2 separate regions of the Anser cygnoides genome follow, and region 1 is linked to region 2. A link is a contact called in public Hi-C data. All regions are on one chromosome and are shown on one strand. Each heading gives the region's core, a stretch centred on a gene start, on an enhancer-like site or on the middle of the called end of the contact. The rest is flanking DNA. Distances are from core to core; before and after follow the strand shown.

The links. A called contact is a pair of places that touch in the nucleus more often than the background predicts.
Region 1: a Hi-C map of liver shows a contact between it and region 2, with 3 times the contacts expected there. The contact joins the promoter of CDKN2AIP here to the promoter of DCTD in region 2. A contact is called at or near these places in 2 of 7 Hi-C or Micro-C datasets (both in liver).

What each region holds. Positions count from the first base shown.
Region 1 is chr4:59,044,879-59,050,812 of Taihu_goose_T2T_genome, forward strand. CDKN2AIP (CDKN2A interacting protein) reads left to right here and starts at 4,244. Exons shown (of 3, transcript XM_066996207.1): 1 at 4,244-4,546; 2 at 4,659-4,789; 3 at 5,622-5,934. The coding sequence starts at 4,323. It overlaps LOC125184582 (a long non-coding RNA gene), which reads right to left. Exons shown (of 4, transcript XR_010831208.1): 2 at 1,182-1,294.
Region 2 is chr4:58,857,410-58,863,439 of Taihu_goose_T2T_genome, forward strand. It overlaps DCTD (dCMP deaminase), which reads right to left and starts at 1,799. Exons shown (of 6, transcript XM_048078264.2): 1 at 1,646-1,799. The coding sequence starts at 1,677.

The sequences.
Region 1 (5,934 bases), core at 2,994-5,493, 190 kb after region 2:
CTTATACAAAATTAGAAGGGCAGAATATTTTCTTGGTGTTACTTACCCTAGCAGATGCTTACTGCAAAGGAAAAATCTATTGAAATGCTAATGTCTCTGTGCTCACAGAGTTTTCACTTTCCCTTCCCTAAGTCTCTGTTTAAATCCCAGAGGTTCCTCTGTCAATGCTCCCCCTTCCATCACTGCTTGTCCCTTGGCTCAGGGCTGAAACTTGATTCTGTGCAACTTTTTCTGCTCTACCAATATAAACAGCCTTCCAGATCTATCCTCTCATTCCTCTTAGTCCTAGGCTCCCGGCATACAGTCCCCCTCATCTGTATGTACTCGTTCTTTTGCCTTACACTCTACCTCATTGATTTCTCCTCAAGAATTTAATTTCCTCCCTCACCTAATTCCAGTATCCTATCCCAGGTTAACTTATTTTCCCCGCCTAGTAGTTTCAGTCTCACCATGTCCCCTGCCTCAATTCTTACTGCTTCCCTCCCCTCAGTCAGGTACATGTCCCCTTACTATTCCTATCAGACATACTCAAGCACCAGTGAAAAAACAGGAATCAGCAGCTTTTCGGGAGCACAGGGAATGGTCTCTGTAACCTCACTTCCAGTCCCCAGTTCCATCCTAGTCCGGTGTGGCAAACAGAGCTGCAGCTCATAAGCAGAGTAGGCTCGACTGCAGCAGTAGTGGAGGCTGGGGGTGGGGGGGGGGGAGGACCGGGACACATGCTAAGTCAGGAGTGTGGAAAATTAATTTCTTCAAATGCTTATAAATTTGGCCAAGTATAGTCAGAAGATCAGAAAACACCTGCCCCAAATTCAGGTTTTCATGGCAAATTCCAAATCAGCTCTAGAGCATAAAGGCACTTCAAAGATAAGATCTCCACAATATTTCACCCTAGACAAAGCCCTTTTTTCCCCTGCTTTTTTTCTTAGATCACAGTTGGTAGCAGGAAAGTCATCCTAAACTCCCACCTGTAGCATGGAAAATTATATGCCGGACAACGGATGTTTAGCAAGTTGGATGCTTTATTTTAACTAACTCATATGAAAGGAAATAACTGACAACCCTATTCTAGGCATTGTTTCAAGTATAACATAGTAATAAATGCAAAGCCATATTTTAAGCTAGTAGTAAGAGCACATGAGTAAATGAAAATAATTATCAACTCAGCTCTTCATTTTTACCTTTAGTTTTATCCACTGCAACTACACAGTATGTTTTCCTCAGTTGAGAAGTCTCAGGAGAGGGGGTGACTTTATAATCCAGAGCTGCTTACAGTAGCATAACAGTAGCATACCTGCGGTGGAATAAAAACACAGATTCACTTTAACCTTCCTTCCATTGGCAGGCTTACATAGTCATTAATGCTCTTTCAGCAAGTATTTTCTGTCATTCGAAGAAATGATGGCATCTAATACGATTCCACAACCTCAGGTAATGAGGTCAGAAAGCAAACGCACATTTGCACCTCTGGGTTACTGAACAGCAGTGACCGGCTACCTTGGCCCACGCAGACACATCCCCCTGAAGTGCTGTCTCTTGCCCAGCTAGGAGACCTTCATTCAAGGCTCTGCTCCAGCAGAACCAGAACATTACCTTGGGAAACAGCAAAAGGTCTCCTTCTCTTCCAGCGTCAAGCTGCATTCCTAACAAACACAACCCAGGGCTCGCGAGTGCTTGCTCATTACTTATTGCAGGCACCAACCTACGGATGGTGCTCAGAGGATTCATTGTGCCAGGCCAGTCAGATCCCACCGCTATTACCCTTCTGCGACAATAACTCCAAGCTTTATCTTTTGCACGGCTGTGATGTTAAGGGCACACTTCCCGTATTAAGCTGAATAAAGAGTGTCACTATATATTAACCTTAACTGCACAGAACATAATTGAACTCAATGGAGCTGCTGCCCTGTGTTTCAGCGGGACTCGAGTCTGGAGAAATAATAATTCACTAGTTTACAAAGGCAGAAATAAACTTTCTTTATTATACAGCGAGTGCAGGTGCAATACTGTGATTATAGACACTGGTATGATTCACCTTGAGATTTTAGTTGTATCTTGCCAAAAGAAGCTATTATCAAGCCCCAAATGACTCTAACAACACTACTATCAATGTGGTATTTAGAAGTTCCTTCCCTAGTGGGAACAAAAACATCTCTTTTCTTCCAATCTGGAAAATTAAATGCACAGTATTAGCACCATCAATGAGGTGTTTAACTTCAAAATTGCCTCTCCTGGTGAGAATGAAAACACTACTTGTTTCCTTTTTTAAAATTAACAGCAGTGTTTTTCTCTCTTTTCTACCAAACGCACTTTTTTAATCAACCTGAGACACAGTATGTCCCTAGCGCTCAGCGAGCACTGCGGGCGTACATCTACGTGTGTCTGCGAGCCCGTGCGTGACATCACACGCTCTGGGGCTGGCATCGAGCCTGTTTCCAGTATGGTGCGAGCACACAGTCACCTTTGTCCCAACAAAAAGGCTATGTTGATTCAAAAGAAGCACTAAATAACCCCAAGCTAACAGCACAACGTGCCAGAAAGGTGCCAAACCACAGAAGTTGCTCACCACAGCCAAAAACTGTTGCGTGGCATGCCAGGAGCGTGATGACTCTGACCTTTCTCCAGCTGTCACCTATGTTTGCACTCACCCATATGGTCAGTGGTCAAAGAGGTGAAACGACTCCCAGTTCATTTGTCCTATAAAACTGGGCAAGGAAGAGTTGCAATCAGCTCTCGAGCCACTCTAGTTCCAGATCATGCGTTAGGCTTTGTAGCTGTATTGAGCCATCAACACTCCCTAAGACAATGCTTTTAGAGGAGCCCAGGTCTCACAGATGATCCCCAGATCTCAACACTGCACATACACCTTCTGGGATCCCTCTGAGCATACGGCATTGCCACTCTCACTCCCTCAAGTCCAACCCCGCCCAGCTCCTACTCTTAACTGGTAAATTACCAGTTCAGCATGGGCTGGTCCTTAGCACTTTCACTTGGCAGCTCAGGTGGTTGCAGAGGAAGACGGAGTGTTCAAGGCTGTGCTGTGTGCTCTGCTACCTTCACTAGGTTACTGGCAGTTCAGCCAGTTATCCAGGCCTGCCCGAATTCCTGCTGGCCCTTAGGGGCAGGTGCCAAGTCTGGGCCAAGCCTCAGCTGTCTTTGTTAGAGAGAGACCTGGTTCATTTGGGGCTGCAAACAAGGAGGCTGGCAGCATGTATCACCTCATCTCCAGCCCAGACTCAGACCTGTTTGCCAGGGATTCCATTCACCATTGCCTTTCAGTGTCTGTATCGACCCCCTAGTCCAGAATCCTGGTATCACGGAGTCAGAGGTCTGGGAGACAGGCCCGCCCCATCTCTACCTGGAAAACCTCGTGTGACAGATCACATCTTTCCAATGTTTCAGGCTGTATTACCAGATAACGACACACAGCACTGATTACCATCTGGATACAGATGGGTGACACCACCCCGGTGATGACCACAGTGCTGTTTCTGAACACTCTGACACCTCTTCTGGACAAACCCATTGCTCCCAGACCCCCCCGCCAGGCAGCACACAGACCTTCTCTCATTTTCTTGCCCTAGTTGCAAATACAGAGCAGTGAGTTTGTCAGATCCCATCACGCTTGTTACTGTCCTCTCTCTCAGTCCCCAGTTATCCTTACCAATGCGAGAGAGAACACTGGGTGAGTTAACTACACAGGGGAAGGAAAAACCCTTCCACTCTACCAACAGATACCGAGAAAAAGAGCATTGGCTTCCCTAGTGTTAATTCCACAAGCAGCACCTCAGCAGGCTGGCGCTGGGGATACCGTCACAGCGCGCTCACGACTTTTTCCACACAGAATTCTCGGCGCGCTTTTAGAATAAAGCCCAAGGACGAACTTTTCCAACGCAAAGCCCGCCTGCAGAGGAGCACAAGCCGATACGCGAGCCCCTCACAGGCGGCAGTTTCCGTTCTTAGCCGGTCTCCTTTATTAACGCTCCCTCCAGGACAGGACAGGACAGGACAGGACAGGACAGGACAGGACAGGACAGGACAGGACAGGACAGGACACCGCCCCCCCCCCATTCCCCTCCCCTCACGCGTCCGCCCCTCCCCGCGGCCGTTGGCGGCGCGAGCGCCCCCTCGCTCCTGCCGCCGCCTCGCGCCGCAAGGCAGGCTGGGGCGGGCGGCGGCGGCCGTGAGGTCATCGCCGGCGGCCGGAAGGAGCGGCGCGGAGCGGGGCCGGGCCGGGCGGGGCGGGGAGCGCCGCGGCGGGGCCGTTAGGGCCGTTGCGGGGCCTGGCTGAGGCGGGGGGGCGGGGGGGGGCGCGGCGGGCCATGGCGGGCAAGGCGGCGCGCGGCGAGCCGCTGGGGCGCACGGCGGAGGAGGTGGCGTGGGCGGAGGCGCTGCGCGGGGCCTGCGAGCCCGAGCAGCACTGGCGGCACCGGCGGGAGTTCCTGCTGCGCAACGTCGGGCGGCCGCCGGCGGCCGGCAGCGCCGAGCTGCAGCGCCTCGTGTCGCTCTCCATGGTGTGGGCCAACCACGTCTTCCTGGGCTGCCGGTGAGTGCGGGCCGGGTGGGGCGGGCGGCGGGCGGGGGGGTGATGGAGGCCGTCTGACGGCCTTCCTCCTCCTCCTCCTCCTCCCCCTCCTCCCCCCCTATCGCCCCTGCAGGTACCCGCCGCAGGTCATGGAGAAGGCGCTGGAAATGGCCGAAGGCATCCAAGTGAGCGACGCGCCCGTCCGCACCACGAGAGACGAACTGGTTGCCAAGGTGAAGAAAAGAGGCATATCAAGTAGCAATGGTTAGCAGATCATAGCTGTGACAATACATAGGAGTTAGACAATGCTTGCCTGTGAATGTTCGAGCTTTACCTCGGGTTTAATGTAATCCAGTTAATTTACTCTCCACAATCCCTAACCGTCTCCCCTCTTTATGCTATTTTTTCCCTCGTTAATGCTTTTGAAGTAGACACAATGTGTACCTACTCTGCTGGTGATTTAGAGCTCTTGTTTTGAAGACAATGTTTGTAAACCTACAGCCTGTGCACACCTTAAGCCAACTTTTTAATGCGATGTAGATGATTGTTCTCCAGCTTAACGGAATTCTTGTTGCTTTGCTTTTTGCTTTTTATTCAGACGCTGCTGCTTTGTAAGAAACTTAGAGTTTTGTTTTGTAAAGAAATTCCTAAATTGGTATTTTAAATGTTTTTTTATGATATTAGTAGACAAAATGCACTTTTTCTTTTTTTTTAGGTCAGACAATCTATTTAATGTGCTTTGGTCACTTTTGTTCTGGCCTGCAAGAATACAAGTACATACTTGGCCTTCAGATCCCAAACCAAAACCAGAAGTCTAGCATATGGGCACTTTTAGATTTATTTTTTTTTTTTTTGCCAAACAAATACTAAAATGTTCTGAAATGGTAGGTTGCACTTTTCGTTTTTTTGTCAAAAATTACTAAAATATTCTGAAGTAATAACTTAATTCCTGAAATTATGGTTCAAGGTGTAATCCTAATATATACCCTTTAACTTCAGAGGGATGTCTGTTAGAAGTTTTTAGATAAATTGCTTCTAGATGGATATTTCACAGTGCAGAAATTGAAGAGAATAACGCACTTACTTTGTTTTGCAGAAGGGGTAGAGGAGCCCTCCAAGAAACGAGCTGTTGAGGAAAGCAAAGATGCTAAGGATACCGAGAAGGATGTGAAAACAACCGAGGCAGAATCTCCTAAGGAAACAGAGAGCACATTGCCAAAAAAGCAGGAAAAAGATAGTAGCAAAGAATCAGAAAGCTCCCAGTCAGCTTGCAGTTCAAATCAAGCGGCAGTCGTAGCACTGAGCATAGAAGCAGAAGAAAAACCTGTTAACGCTGAAAATACTACTGAGCAAAGTCCAACCCCGTCTTCATCCGAAAAGGAGTCGGGAGAGAATCCACCTAAGGAAGG
Region 2 (6,030 bases), core at 549-3,048:
AAACAATAGTACTCTGAAATAAGAGATCCTGAGGTCTCCTTTTGTTAAATTATCCCCTAGCAACCCTAGTTATTCAAAAAAAAACAAAAGCCCCTATTTACTTTTCTTATAAGTACAGAACGCTATGTAAGTGGAAGTCCCTCGGAGTACCAACTTAACAGGGAGAGGAGCATATCTGAAAAATGAGCAGAAGGCTTACATCAAAGGGAACATAAAAACAAAACAAAAAACCCCTTACTCAATTACTTCTACTTAACATCACAATGATTGGCTAGATAATTCCCTCAGCTCAATGCACAGGAACACAGGAGTGTGAAATGGATATAAAACACTTCATTTCTGATTGAGCAGAAGCCAAGGACTTGGCTAGCACTCAAGCACACAGAGGAAAATTAAGTTTATAGATTTTGGGCTGCTGGTCATCCTCCTCACACTCATTTATAAGTTCTAGAATTGCATGAATAAAGGCTATTCTAGAAAATATGATAGCTGGCTGTAAAATAAGCAAATAAGGTTTATCCTCGTGATAATTCATAAGAACTTATGAATAAAAGTAATGGGAAGTAATAGCCATGAATATAACACCACTCAAGAAAGAAGAAAAAAAAATCTTCAAATTCTACAGTGATTTATAGTCTGCAGGAAAGTCTGCATAAACTGTATTTCAAAGGCAAACAGAGAAAAAGATTCTGTAATTAAAGGACATTGCCTCTGTTCTCAGCTCTTTTGCATCCATCCAGGCTTCAAGCAAACTGTAACACGCTGTCTCAAAAAGGAAGAAGTTTCATTCAACTACTAAAAAATAAAAAGTCTCCCTTAATGAAAGATGTAGTCGAGGATCCTAGAACAGAATACACCATTTCAAAAAGATTTATGGTGGTCAGTTACACAACAATGTAGTACAACTCAGGAACAACACGGTATCAGGCTATTTTTTTTTCCTCTCTCTTTTTTTTTTCTCTGCTGCTTTCATATTTGTGATATCATGTGCATTATACTCCAACTATAACGTTGGTTTTTTTTCTTCAGGATGGATTATGCTCCTGAAGATCAACTATCAATATTTTGTCACTCAACTTGCAGCAGTTAGGGTAAACGAGAGGGAGGGTATTTAAAAAAAAAAAAAAAAAAAAAGCGCCTTTAGGCACAGTCTTTTTCCCCCAAGGCCACGTGGGATACATGTGTTTGATGGCTTCCAGCACTAACTCCTTTAGGGCTCCCCATTTTGTTTGCAACTGGTGCTTTATCAAGTGGGCCTGTCATCCCGAGGCTCGGCACCTTTCCCCCACGCGTACTGGGATGCAATCGTTACATGTTCCTCACTGGGAGACAAGTTTTTGAGAGAAATAGAAAACAAACCTTCCCCACCGAGAAGCGATACTGAAAATCAACTACACCCCGATTTTCCACGAGCCCCCCCCCCCCATACCCCTAAACGCAGGCGCTTTCTAGAAACACCCAGCCCCCCGCAGCACCCCGCGGCCTGCCCCCGCGGCTCCCCGGCCGAGAGCCGGGCCCAGCTTCCTCGAAAGCAGCCGGCCCGGGCCGGGGGCACCCCGCTTCCACCCCCTCCGGGCCGCGGCCGGCAGCCGGGCCGCAGCCCCCGTGGCCGTGCCGTGCCCGGGAGGAGGCGCTGGAGCCGTACCCGTTAACGTGGCCGGGCCGCTGGGCGCTCATCCCGCCGCTCGCCTTCGCCCGTTGGCGCCAAAGCGGGAGCGGGCGGGGAAAGGGGCGGGCGGGGAGGCGGGCTGCCCTGCCGCCATGTCGCGGGGAGCCACCGGGGGCCTGACAAGTTCGCTGAGGTGTTCAGGCAGCTGAACGTGTATGTAGGCCACGCGCGCGTTATAAGTGCGAAATAAATGTGTGTGCTCGCGTGGTGTGTTTGTGTTCTTTCGGCCGGGGGCTGCCCACTCTGGATGTTTGGTCGCCTTTATGGAGGCACTCGAATGGGAGCAAGTTACTGATGTTTGCGCTTACGGGGCTGTGAGACATCACGAGGAGCCTCCCCAAATCGATCCGTGTGTGTCCAACTCATTTCCCACTGTAAACAGCGACAGGTGCGACAAACTCACTGATGCACAAAAGAAAAATGCCTTTGAGGGCAGCCCTGACACAAGTTTGAGCACACGAGCTGTGCAGCTCGCACTGTACTGTTGTCCTGAACGCGGTCACCAGACACAGCTGAAATAACTGTTTCCTGCAGCCTCATCAAAAACCATCCTCTTAAGCTAAGACGGCATTTCTGGGAAACTGGGCACACAGTAGTCTTAACCCAGAAGCTGTCCTTAGAGTCCCCACATGCTAACTAAATGCATAGGAAACTGCACAGGTGAGTATACCAGGTGATGTAAAGTACACCAACATGTGCTGTGAAAAGGTGGCCAAGTCAAGGATCCCACCATGGTCATAGCTATTCTTGAAACCATCCCAAAAAAGAGAGGCAATGGTGATCAAAACAGAGATATGCATTGCTAATCCGTTCATATTTAGATCGCTGCATCAGCTAGCTGTCTTTTTTGTTGTTGTTGTTAACAACTGACAAGCCATCAAGAATGAAAATGTTACCTAATTTTACAGATAGTCCTATTTAGTTGTCATGAGAAAACTTGGCATAAGCAGCCTGTTTTCTAAGTTTTTCAGCCCTCAGAGTGGAAAACATAATTATTTTGGTTTGTAACAGTTCTGTGTTCACAATTTCATACAGACAACTAATGTTCATGAAAAGGAACAATTTAAATGCAAGAAAAAGAAAAGAAATTTAATGAAAGTAGCATCAGTCAGGAAAACATGAGTCTGAAGGTGAAATGAAAGGCCTGATTATGGCTGATCACGAAGAGAGTTAAAGAGCACTCATTTAATTAATCTGGAGAAAAATTTAGCATAATGCAGTTCAAAAAGTTTGCTACTAACTGTGTATGTGTTTCTGCACTCTTGAAGTATGAATTAAAATTAATAGTGCTACGATTGCCTATGCCATATTTATTATTGTTCATAATTAAGATTCTGAGGGCAAACCATAACAACTACTAACTTTTCAAAAACAGTGCTTATATGCTGATCATATGCAGTGAATGATGGATTTTCTGTTCTGTGAACACTGATTAAGAGTTCTCACAAACTATTCCCTGCCTTGAATTTATGTTTTCCAGCTTCCAGGACACTGTGGTATAAACATAGGGTTGCACTGAGGGCAGTTAGCTCGTCTTCCTACAGGTATGGGGCAAAGTCCTGCAGCCTGGTCTGTTCACTAAGACTTTTTTGGTGTCTGCCTACTTTGTAGCCCCTCTGCAGCTAATTGTCTGAATCCTCATCTCTACTACCTTTGTCTTACACTGTGATCTAGAAGCCTATTTGCCTCCTTCATCTGTCTCAGGACCATTCAGATCTTTGTGATAGAATTGGAATGCTCTAACTCAAAGCCCCTGTTAAGAAAGGCATGCACTCAAATAGGCTGAATTTCATCTAATTTTGTATCTGACACTTTAGCCCTTCCTTAGACATTCCTTGTTTGTTCCACAGAAGCAGGATGTATATGAAAAAGCATGGAGTACCTCAGGTACTCTTTTATAGTTTGTTTTTTTGTTGTTGTTGTTTTCTCTGATTTCATAGATGAAAGCCCTGAGCATGGAGTATCATGAACTTGCTGTATAGATGTCAATAAACAATCTGAGCTGATACAAATATTTTAGATGCTCTTCTTAATGAGAAGCAATACAACTTTGAAATACATGCTAAATGTATAACCATCTGTCAGGATATTTATATTTTTAGCTTAATGCTTAGGAAATGATCATCTTCTATCTTTTGTAAGTTTTGATAAAAGCAAACTAAGTTGAGTTTGGGGTTTCGGACCCTCTCCAGGTTTCAGACTCTCTCCCCATATTCTTGCTGCTTGCCAACACACACTTTTAACTTTGTTAATGTAGCATATACATAAGTTTACTCAGAGAGTAGTGTTTGCTATTGGCCAGGTTATGGAGCATACAGTTTGCTAGATGACCCTAAAATCAATCTCAAAACTTAAGAGAAAAGTAAAAAGAAATTGCTAATGAATTGTTGCTTTTTTCTCTAATAGAATAATGTTTTCAGAAACTAATTACTAGATTTAGAAAAAAAAAAGTCAAATAAATACAACAGTATGTCTATATCTGCCTATTTCTTTACATCTGGTTCTTACCCGTCTTTCAGAGAAATACATCTAGCTGACAGGATAATTTTCATAGTTAGAGAAGGGGAGTCATTTTTAGGTGTCTCATCATCCAAATATTTTTCCAAATAGGAATTTCTACTTGGGTTAAACTTTTTCTTCCGTACTTGCTTAGACACTGAGAACACACTCAATGCAAATGGAGCTGCTCATATATGCTGAACTTCTCAATTTCTATAGCCAATTTAATCGTGAATTTATGACTTCCTCACTGATCAAATGACATTTGTATCAATGTAAGGCTTTGTTCTGTGAACAAACTCCTATTGATGGAACCCTCTTGCTGGAAGACCTAAACAGGGTTAGCTGCAACAGCTTGTTAGTAAACCAGTCCATTAATAGACTGCAAAAACCTGTTAGATTTGTATAACATATCATTTTGTATAGGGAGCATAAGCATTTCAGAATTGCTACAGGAGTTTTAAATTATTACCATCCTTTGATCAAAACTAAGTAGGATGATATTGTGATACATTTGGTGCAGGTGAAAGCCTGTTGCAAATCCACTGTTTACAAACTCAAGTGCCAAAATTCAGGATGTCAGGTCTGTGTTTAGATGCCTACAGTTACACAGATTTGTGAACACAGAATGCCAAAAACACTTGATGCAGTCAGTAAAACTGTGCATGATGAGCATCTCTGACAGAATCCATGCAATACTAAGGTATTTCTGTGATTTTCAAGGCCGAATGGAAATCTGTTCTCTTTTTTATTTTTAGATTTGCTGATTTGTATATTACCTTACCTAGGATTGAGTGCTAGATTTAAGTTTTCTTCCTTCCTGTCAAAGTCTAACACTATCTATTTTGAATATCACATTCTCTGTCCTCCAGACTCAAAATTTCCACAGTTTACCAACTCCCTAAATCCAGCTTCTCACATTGCTGATAGCAGCTAAGTGTCTTCTCTGAGATCTGCCTTTTATTTGCGCTTTATTCTCACTGGGGTCACAAACAGTCTTCTGTTCGATTTTTAGCATCACAGCTATTTTTCATCTCACCTAAAATTTTTAAGAACGTATGTTGTTCTTCCTAATTCTGACTGTTTGCTTGTTTTATTCATACTGACCATTCCAATATCGGCAAATACTCTCTTCCCGGTGTCCTGATCGCCTCATCATTACTCTGATATCAGTATATTCTCCAGCTAGATTTGTTCTTTCTATATCTTATTTGCTGCTGCTTTCTCTTTTTTTTTTTTTATGTTTTTACTTATGACTCTGATCAGTCTTCTACTTTTTAAATTCCTTGTTCCATTCATACCTGCCCTTGCAAGCCAAATTCCCTGTTTTATGCAAGGTGGCATAATTGACAGGACAGAGACAAGTGCTAGAAAAACAGGTGATACCACATGTGATCTCTTCTCATACCTCTATCAAGAATAAATCCCAGATAACGTTGCTAGGTCATCCTTGGGAAAGTAAACTGAGATATAAAGTCTCAGACTGCAAGTCTTTTGGCAACCCTCATGTTTTTTTTCCAAAAGATGAATGACCTTCTTTGCCCACCCATACTAGTCATAATCACAGTTATTCCCTAATTAGAAGTGAGAAATTAATTTTCTGCTTTCAATATAATATTTCACTTTCTTGGCATGCTGCTTCTGTATTCAGCACCTGCCTACGTACTTCACAGCTTTCTATTTCTTCTGTTACCTTCCACTTATTATTCAAGGCTATTTTTGATAACTAAGAAGATTATTTTCAACTTCTGTACCTTCCACTTTACCATGATTTCCTATCATGATGCAGTGGCTTTTTACGTTACTTCCATGAACTTTGCCTAAGTCCCAAAATCTCTTACAATGCATCAACTTGTAGTAAC